Regions from separate parts of the Zea mays genome. Here region 2 is linked to region 1. A link is a contact called in public Hi-C data. All regions are on one chromosome and are shown on one strand. Each heading gives the region's core, a stretch centred on a gene start, on an enhancer-like site or on the middle of the called end of the contact. The rest is flanking DNA. Distances are from core to core; before and after follow the strand shown.

The links. A called contact is a pair of places that touch in the nucleus more often than the background predicts.
Region 2: a contact with region 1 is called in a Hi-C map of ear, with 4 times the contacts expected there. The contact joins the promoter of LOC100276813 here to the promoter of LOC100304401 in region 1. A contact is called at or near these places in 9 of 25 Hi-C or Micro-C datasets (bundle sheath, ear, endosperm and 4 more).

Annotation. Positions count from the first base shown.
Region 1 is chr10:140,159,221-140,163,543 of Zm-B73-REFERENCE-NAM-5.0, forward strand. It overlaps LOC100304401 (naked endosperm2), which reads right to left and starts at 2,257. Exons shown (of 4, transcript NM_001165837.1): 1 at 2,052-2,257; 2 at 1,249-1,525; 3 at 1. The coding sequence starts at 1,444.
Region 2 is chr10:140,303,656-140,307,978 of Zm-B73-REFERENCE-NAM-5.0, forward strand. It overlaps LOC100276813, which reads left to right and starts at 1,786. Exons shown (of 2, transcript NM_001165478.1): 1 at 1,786-2,234; 2 at 3,360-3,613. The coding sequence starts at 1,859. The coding sequence ends at 2,233. It overlaps LOC103641976, which reads right to left and starts at 1,534. Exons shown (of 2, transcript XM_020545911.2): 1 at 278-1,534; 2 at 1-203. The coding sequence starts at 1,132.

The DNA.
Region 1 (4,323 bases), core at 1,007-3,506:
TCTGTTTCGATGACAAGCCTAGTTAGCTAATCATAACAGTATATATAGCTGTGCCAAAAAGAATAATGACAAGAAATAATGCTAGTATATATAAGATCGTTCCAACTGATGCATGCATGCATGCTGATGGACAGGAGGGAGGGAAAAATCACATTGAATTCAGCCAACAGTAAAAAGTATGCAGGAGTAATTAGTATTTTGCTTATAAGTTAACCATGCATGCATGGTTAAGAAGCGAGGGCGTAGGATATATATAGTGTATTTTGGGGACGGAAGATACTTGTTTTTTGTCTCCGATTTTCTCTAGATCGGTGTTAGCTGTGGCACGGTAGAGAACTACAGACAAGCTATGTGAGGTGGAGAGAAGGCAATACTTTGCAAGAGATTTTTGGGAAGGAGTTTTCAGGAAGAGATATACTTCAAGAGAACAAACGGATCGACATGGGTTGTGCCATGTGGCTCCTATTTGCTTCTCATAATTGGGGGGAAGAAAAGAAGTCTTGAGTTCATGCATGTACATGGAATCTTGGGAGGATAAACTGATTTTGTTTTTTTCTTAAAGAACAAAGAGTTTTGGTATTTTTATTCACCAAATAAAAGCTGGCTGGAGAGTCTGAATTCTTTAACCGGTTAAAACGAAAACGTGAGCAAGTGCTAGTAGCGCCATGAATTCCCCTCTCCATTCTTCACCTGAATTAATTCTCGGTCTCAGTTGCGAGGACAGGGAGCTTTAAATGAAGTATATTTATTGAAAAGTGCAAACTGAAGGCCAAGCTCGTCTCGTCAAATCTACTTTGCTCTGCAGAGAAGAAGGTAGGGATGGGATCCACCTCGAACTAGATAGGGAGGAAAGAGAGAGAAAACTAAGAACTGGAGAATTCCTATTTTTATTTTCATGAAATCCAGTTTCCAAAAAAAAAAAAAAAACTGTAGTTTGCACACATCGATCTGCGTTGGAAAACCAGGCAAGGATTCTCTGGACTAGGCAGTGGCGCAGTGAAGATATATAGCGGTGATCACAAACCAAGAACTACAATACTCAGACAAGAAACCACGAAGAAATGGAAAGAGAAACCGAGTGCAGGCATGTGACTATGTGAGAGAAGATATATGCTCTTGCTGCAAGCATCCAACTCATAAAACTCCAATCGATCCAGACGAGCGAGCGAGATCTCTGGCAGGCAGCAGACCTGTACGCAGTGTGCATGGACGACCGGAGTCAGAAGGGGGTGGACTTGCGTGAATTACCGGGCATAGTCCTCTTCTTCTTGGGCGGTGGCTGCGCCGCCGCCGTCGGCGCGCCTTGGCCGGACGCCACGCTGGGCAGTGCCGCTGCCAGCTGCTGCTGCTGCTGCGGTGATATCAGCGGCTTAATCTGGTGGTCTTGCTGGTCCCCATCCCTAACACCAAAGAACGCCGCCGCCGGTGAATTCGACGCCATCATATACCTCCCGATTTATCCTGGCGGCACCACCAGCTCGATCGGACTGGCAGGTGTTCTTCAATTCGTCCGTCCCCTTCGCCGCTGAAACAAGCAACAATACTTTCCAAGTGAGTCCGGCCGGCATGGCAATCAACAACGGCAACAAGAGCACGAGTCGACGAGTATCTCCAAAAAAACACAAGACACACACAGCATGCGAGCGGGAGACCATATGGGGGGCGTGACTAGAAAGATTTTGCTGTTCCTCCGAGTCCGATCCGGAGACAAACGGGGAGGAGCCCGACAGAGCCAAGGAGATAAAGCAGACCGAAAGGAGAGCCCCCAAAATTCCTGATATGGGTTGGCTATACCTTCTCATACGTACGTGCTTGGGATTGATCTGAAACAAGCAACAAATCGACAGGGAGCCGAGAAGAACTTAGGAGTTTGGGACTCTTCCGAGATTAAACAAAAGAACAAAGTGGACAGGGAAATCCAAACAAGCAGTTGCACTCGAAACAAGTAGAAAAAAGCAAGACAACAAAAGCTCGCAAACACCCACTCCCACATACTCGTATACATATTTAATAGGAAAAACAATCGAGCGAGTTTGTTTCTTTCTCTGTACCTCACTCTCCCTTGTACCGCTAGCTAGCTTGCTCCTCTCTTGCTTGCTCTTCTTCCTACCGAGGAGATAGAGCGGTGGTGGAGAGAGACTGGAGGAGAAGCTAAGAAGGTTGTTCTCTCATTTTCTTTGGCATACTTTTCCTTGTCTACTACCTTCGTCTCCTGCTGCTTTCCTCTCCCACAAGCTTACATGCCCCACTACAAATCGATTCCCGAAATTCCACCCCTGCGCCCCCTTCCAAAGCCTATATATGCACACCGGGGAAAATACACTGGATTTTTCTATATACACAGCTCGGAGCAGGAGAGAGAGGAGAGAGAGAGAGAGTACAGCTACAGCAGCGGATGGGAGCGGGGGCAAGCTCACGCACGCAGACGCAGGCAAAACGGTGTCGTGTAGCGTCTGAGGATTGGGTCCACTACCCACTGCGTGGGGCTTGCCCTCTCGCCATCACACGCTCGCACACCAGCAAAAGCCTTTCGCTGGTGTTGTCTTGGCTCTTTTAGATGTTTATATGGGTCGCAAGCATGCGTTTTCACAGTGCTGTTTTGGTTTTTTAGATGTTTGTGGGTGGCAAACATATGCATCCAGGTGCGTGCGTGGCCATGTTTTCGTATAGCTAGCCTTGCTAATACACCAATCGAAATGCCACCTAATTTCTGTTAGATCCACGCTAAACTTTTTTTTGTTAACATTTGTTTGCACGTGTATATATTTTGTTTATATATGTGATGACTCACATCATGATTACTTCTAAGATGTTATTATTGTATTACGTACGTTCTATACGTGTGGCCGTTGGCATGCAAGAGTTGTTTTAGTCGGAGTATAGCAAGCGTACACTAATGAAGAAGCGTGTACCTTGTGCACAGCAGCGTAAACACCAGCTCATACTCTATAATAGTACAAAATACGTTCTAACGATCTATAGTTGTCTTTTTCATGTAGACGTATAAAGTTCATTTGCTTATGTGGCTGTGGTTGATATCGGCGTACACTATATTGATATATCCAGCCTAATTACTTAGAACTTATGGTGTTAAAATTTATATGAGCTAATTCCCTATTTTAAATTTTATATTATAACTGACAATTATGTGTATCACTACTAGGATAGCTACCCTACCTAGTTGGTAGTTGCACAATTATTGGCATACATATATAGAGTCGTAGCAAAATTTCTTTAGAATATTGAATGCTAGCAGTGCACACTGCACACTACTAATTATTTTTTTGGTGATCCAGATAATTACTTTTTCACACTGCAGTATTAATTTTGTTTGTCAAAACCACATCCACGTACGTGTAGGAAAAAATAATATGACACTATCACTGTTAAGACACTCAAACCCTATCCTCTTGTCCACATAGGATGCGCCTCCTAGCTTTGCTTGGGGCGGTGCTACCAAAAGATGCGGGACCGCATGTATTCAGACATGCTCATCCAACAATGCCCGCATGGATACAGTACGAGCAGTAGATGCAAGACGGGGTTGGGGGATTAGCACATTACATTCTGCCCGTTAATAAGTAAACTCAGTGTCCTTTATTCTATCTAATACATTGATCAACAAATTACTTGTATTATGATTTTCTAGATTTGTAGCTCGATCTTACTATATATGCACTTAGATATGTAACGTATCTTTTGGTTCAGCTGTAGATCTTTGAAAATTTGATTATAGCTGTGAGCTGTGATAAAGACGTTGGAAGCTGACGACTTTGAGAAAACTAAAATATGTTTGGTTGAAACAACTGGCAACTATAGACTTTGTAAGAGAGTGATAATTTGGTAATATGCATGACAAAAAACTGAAAAATCTAGGATAGGAAGTGATTTTGAATTAAACTATAGAGAAATATGGAGATTTTTTTTTGTTCAGAAAGCTGAACTAAACAGACCCGTAATATATTACATGCACAATTCAATCCTTCCAAGGATTTTTGCGGTTCTTTTTTCTATTTATTTCCAATTTTACCATTCTATTAAGTAGGCAAACTAAACAACGAATCCACTTAGGATGTTAAATGTAGTCAACAGTAAATATTTTCAATATTATAATTATAATGTTGTTATTTTTGTCAAAAAATTAATGTTAAATGTTAAATCTACTTTATTTTTTTATCAATTTCGAAATATCTTAGAATTTAAAGTTCAAATATTGATTTTAAGATCTATTTCTGGCCGCAAATTTGAACCGCTGACAACAATGACCGCATGACGTACGTACATACGTGTGTAAGAGCTGGAGCAATCACGGCACAGCTGGCT
Region 2 (4,323 bases), core at 536-3,035, 140 kb after region 1:
TTTCTTCCATCCCAAACTACCCAGTATGACAATTTCAGATGATACTGCTCCTCTAGCCTTTTCTTTAATTCTTTAGCTCCAATCTTATTGTCCTTTGCAAGCCAATCTAGAACTCGATCCTTGACCCAATGATTTGTTGCCATGCAGTTCTTCTCAACTTTCCCTGTGCTTTGACAAGTGTGTTCAAAAGGCATCTTCTTTATCTGAAACAAGCAAGAATTAATTAAGTACAAACATACAAAAAATAGTATACAAAATTTGGGAAAATAATAAGAACCTCCCAAGTCCTTCCATCCTGCAATTGTGAAGCATGTATACGCCACTTGCACTGTTCAGCTTTGCAATAGCCTCTATACCTTGTTGCCTCAGAATATGGAGCTGCAATTTCATATTCACCTTTTATTGCATATTGCCTAATAGCTTTCTTGAAAGTATCACCATCCCCAAAAGTTACACCAACTTCTATTTTCGGATTCTCCAAGTCAGTTACATGGATAATTGTCTCACAACCCAATGCATCCTGAACAACTAATTCATCCTCTGAACCAGCATAGTCTACATCACTATCTGGTTCAAACTCCGATGAATCAGAAATTAGATCCTCATCATTCAGACCAACGTACTCTAGGTCATCATCCACCCAAGCCACTTCCGTAATTTGATGAACTGGTGGCTCTACAAGAGATGAGTCAGTTTCAAGTGAAGGTTGTGCAATAGTTTGGTTGGCTGGGGCATCACTACTTCCCTGCAAAACACAAGGCATGCTCTCCAGCCGGCCAATATCACGTATGTGATCCTTATCATCTTTCCCTATAACACCCACTTGCACTGAAAGCCTCCTTATATCCCAATACATGTCAATTGCATGAAGCAATTTTTGGTCAGAAGCAATCTCTTCATAGCTACGACTAATATTATCCCAATAGGTGACACGCAACTTTTGTTTTGAGCCTAACTTAATTTCTGTAGCAATTTCAAGAAGCAAATCATTCCAGTTTGTGCTATCCCTGTCTAAAATCTTTTGAATGTTGCATGCCTTACAATATTCACGACCATCATCATCAGTTAATTTGACATAAGCGCCTACTCGAACAGCAAGCCTGTAGGACGAATTAGGATCCATCCTACACATACAGGGGGCACAAATATGAACAGGACGAACTAGGGTATGATTTCCTTTGCAAAATCAAGCCTACAATTACCTTAACTCTAGGGGAAAATGGCAAGAATATTACCCGTCGAGATCCCATGACAGATCGGCGTGGTTCTCTGCAAAAATATCGCTGAAGAATCGTGGAGGTTCCTCCATCTCCTGGGTGCTTCCGCCCTGCCATGAGCAGGTGCCGCCGCCGTGACACGTCGCCTCCCACGCAGGAACCGGCCTGAGCCTGGGGCACTGGTGAAGGTGTCGACCCTGTGCGCCTGGAGCAGGGAGGTGCGGCAGCAGGACACGGCGGATGGAGGGAGCCGACGAACCTATCGGCGGGAGCACCTGGACGGCGCGAGCAGCAGGTGATTCATTTTTGCGATCCAGTTTCAGTGGAGGAAAGGAGAGAATAGGCAGGGGCAATTTTGTCTTTTCATGTAGCTTCTATTAAAAATGATTATAATAAAAGGTGGAGTGTCCGGTACCTAATAAAAGTAACTTTTTAGTGTGTCCGTTCAAAGCCAAGTTTTTTTGATGTGTTGTGGCCGAGGCCACCTTTTCTTTGTGTCCCCCACCTAATTTTGCCTGAAAGTAATCATCAGCACCATATATACGCCGGTGTGAAGTGGCCGCGCGAGGTGCCAGTTTCGTTCTCATCTCCGTTCTCTGGATTGTCCCCCGCTCCCCTCTTCCGGTCTTCCACTCTTCCCCATGTCGGACGCGTATAGGAAAGCCAAGCCCGGCCGCCTCGTCTTCAAGGGCGGCGAAGCCGCCTCCATCCACAAGCCAAAGAAGCACAAGAAGAATAAGAAGCCCGCGTCGGACGCCCTCGCCGACGGCGACATCGAGGCCGCAGCCGCGGCCGCGGAGGGTGCTGAAGGCGGCGGAGGTGCCGGCAGCGGCACTGGCGACGACTACACCATCGACGCGGCGAAGAAGATGAAGTACGAGGAACTCTTCCCTGTGGAGTCGAAGAAGTTCGGGTATGACCCCGACAACGCCGCCCGCGCTGCCGCCCGGAACCGCACCGTCGAGGAAGCCCTCGACGACCGCGTCCGCAAGAAGGCCGACCGCTACTGCAAATGAGGTGAGGTGCTGGAATATATGTTAGGGTTTTCGTCTCGTCCGGTCCGAATGAGATAATCGACTCCTTAGATTGCTTTGTCTGAGTTGATCTAGGTACCCGTTCAATCGAGTGATTCGATTTGAGTTGCTTGTTGCTGCCACCCACTTATGAATCTGGCCATGCCCTGGTTTTGGTCATGGCCTAATTTTGTTTTGGCACACTAGAGCTGCAAGCGGACCCTTAGGAATTTTCATGAGCTACAGAGTACATGATCGATTGCAGGCCATCTTACTAATTACGAAGTCAAACCGTGCAACAATGAGGTGCGCTGCGTTGCTACTGCAGCAGTGCAGCCCAATGACTGTTCAAAGTGTTTATTAATGTACATTGCAACCTTATTGATAGAAAATCTACTCTGTGCAATGGAAATTTAGAAATTCTGACATCACTGGTACGAGGAAAGACTCAACCAATGTTCGAACATGGTTGGGACTGAATATCTTCAATGACACTTTGGACTGTTGTTCCTGTTTTTGCAACATGTGACTCAAGGAATAACTCATGATGTGGTGGATTAGGTCATATACATGGTAATATTGGTGAAAATAATCGGTACGAATAAGATGAAATCAATGGCCTGTTTAGGTTAGCTGTAATGATTTTAGCAATGGCCATCAAACATGTCACATGTTTTTGCTCCATCAGAGGACATAGCAGTGTATCAGAAATTCGAAATACAGAGTTGCTAATCTAGTAATCTTACTCCACATGCAGGATGGAAACCTCCCATATAGTCCTTATGTTTATTTGTTCTAGGTGCTCAATATGTATCATGTTATTCAATTGGTTGTTCAATATTGACACTACATTTGGGTTCTGCTTTAGGGTCAATATATTCTACTCTCCATTATTTTTACTTCCCGTCTTTGACATCTATCCCAGAAAACTTTGTAGAGAATTAACAACATATGGTTCTCTCATTGTATCCTTTAGCTTCAACTTGTTAAAAAACTTGTAGCTATTACCTTCTCATTATATTGCTTTATTAGCATGGAAATTATTTTGTGTACGAATTATATACTAGTTATTTCTCTTACTGAAATGTTTACGCTGAATGTGGCCTGATATTCTCTCTGGTTTTGACAGGTTCACTCATTGGTCATTGCTGTTGTTTGCAGCTGTATTGCTCAGTGTATTGAAGATGGCCTCTTTGGAGAATTATGATCCTTCACGGCATGTTGTTTAGTAGTCAAAGTGCTAGTCAAGCATTTTCCTTATGCATATTTGTACTAGTAATTAGCAAACATAAGGATTCTTGCACATGTTATTCCGATAAACTTGTTCTGCCCTCTTTGGGTTGATTAAGAGAATACTACCGCCTGGAGATTGTTTATTTTGTAGTGCTGTGTTTTATGCTAATGGTTAGCAACTTAATAGAGACCAGAAGGTGAAATTGAGTAGTAACTGTGTGCTGTTTGTCTTCTAGTGGTGACTCTGAGTGCTGTTTAATTCTTTGTTTGGGTTTGTCATGGATATCAACCACAGAAGAAGCAAGTACAATTCCGATCCATAGAAGGGTGAAGGGTCTGAAAATGTATGCTTGTGTTGCTAACCATAAGTGGTGACAGAGTTACAAGTGACAAATCATGTATGGGTATATTACATCATATTTTACTAGAATTAAAGATACAAGTTTAGGGTTCACTTTCTTGTACCTGCAACTGGTGGTCTGGTACTGGTACCATATTTCTAATTTCCGCCTGTTTACTGAATATTAGGTTTAGTACTACTGACTGAGCATGCTAATTTTTAACCTGGCTGTTAATGTGTAGTTGTGTTTGCAGTTTATACTTGCTACAAATTGTCTGGTTGACAATTTCTTTGGACATGGCCAGGTGGGACTTAAGCTTGAACTGCATGTTATTTAGTTGTACTGATACATAAATCTCACCTGTTTTTTTTTTCTATGTCAAGCATTGTTAGTCGCACACTTTTGTTGATTATCTTATTCCTAATTGGTATACCTCTTATTTTCTTTTGCTTTGGACTGTTACTTGTCAATACCAGTAGTCTGAGTTGAATGGACTTAACCTTCTTCCACATTTTTTTG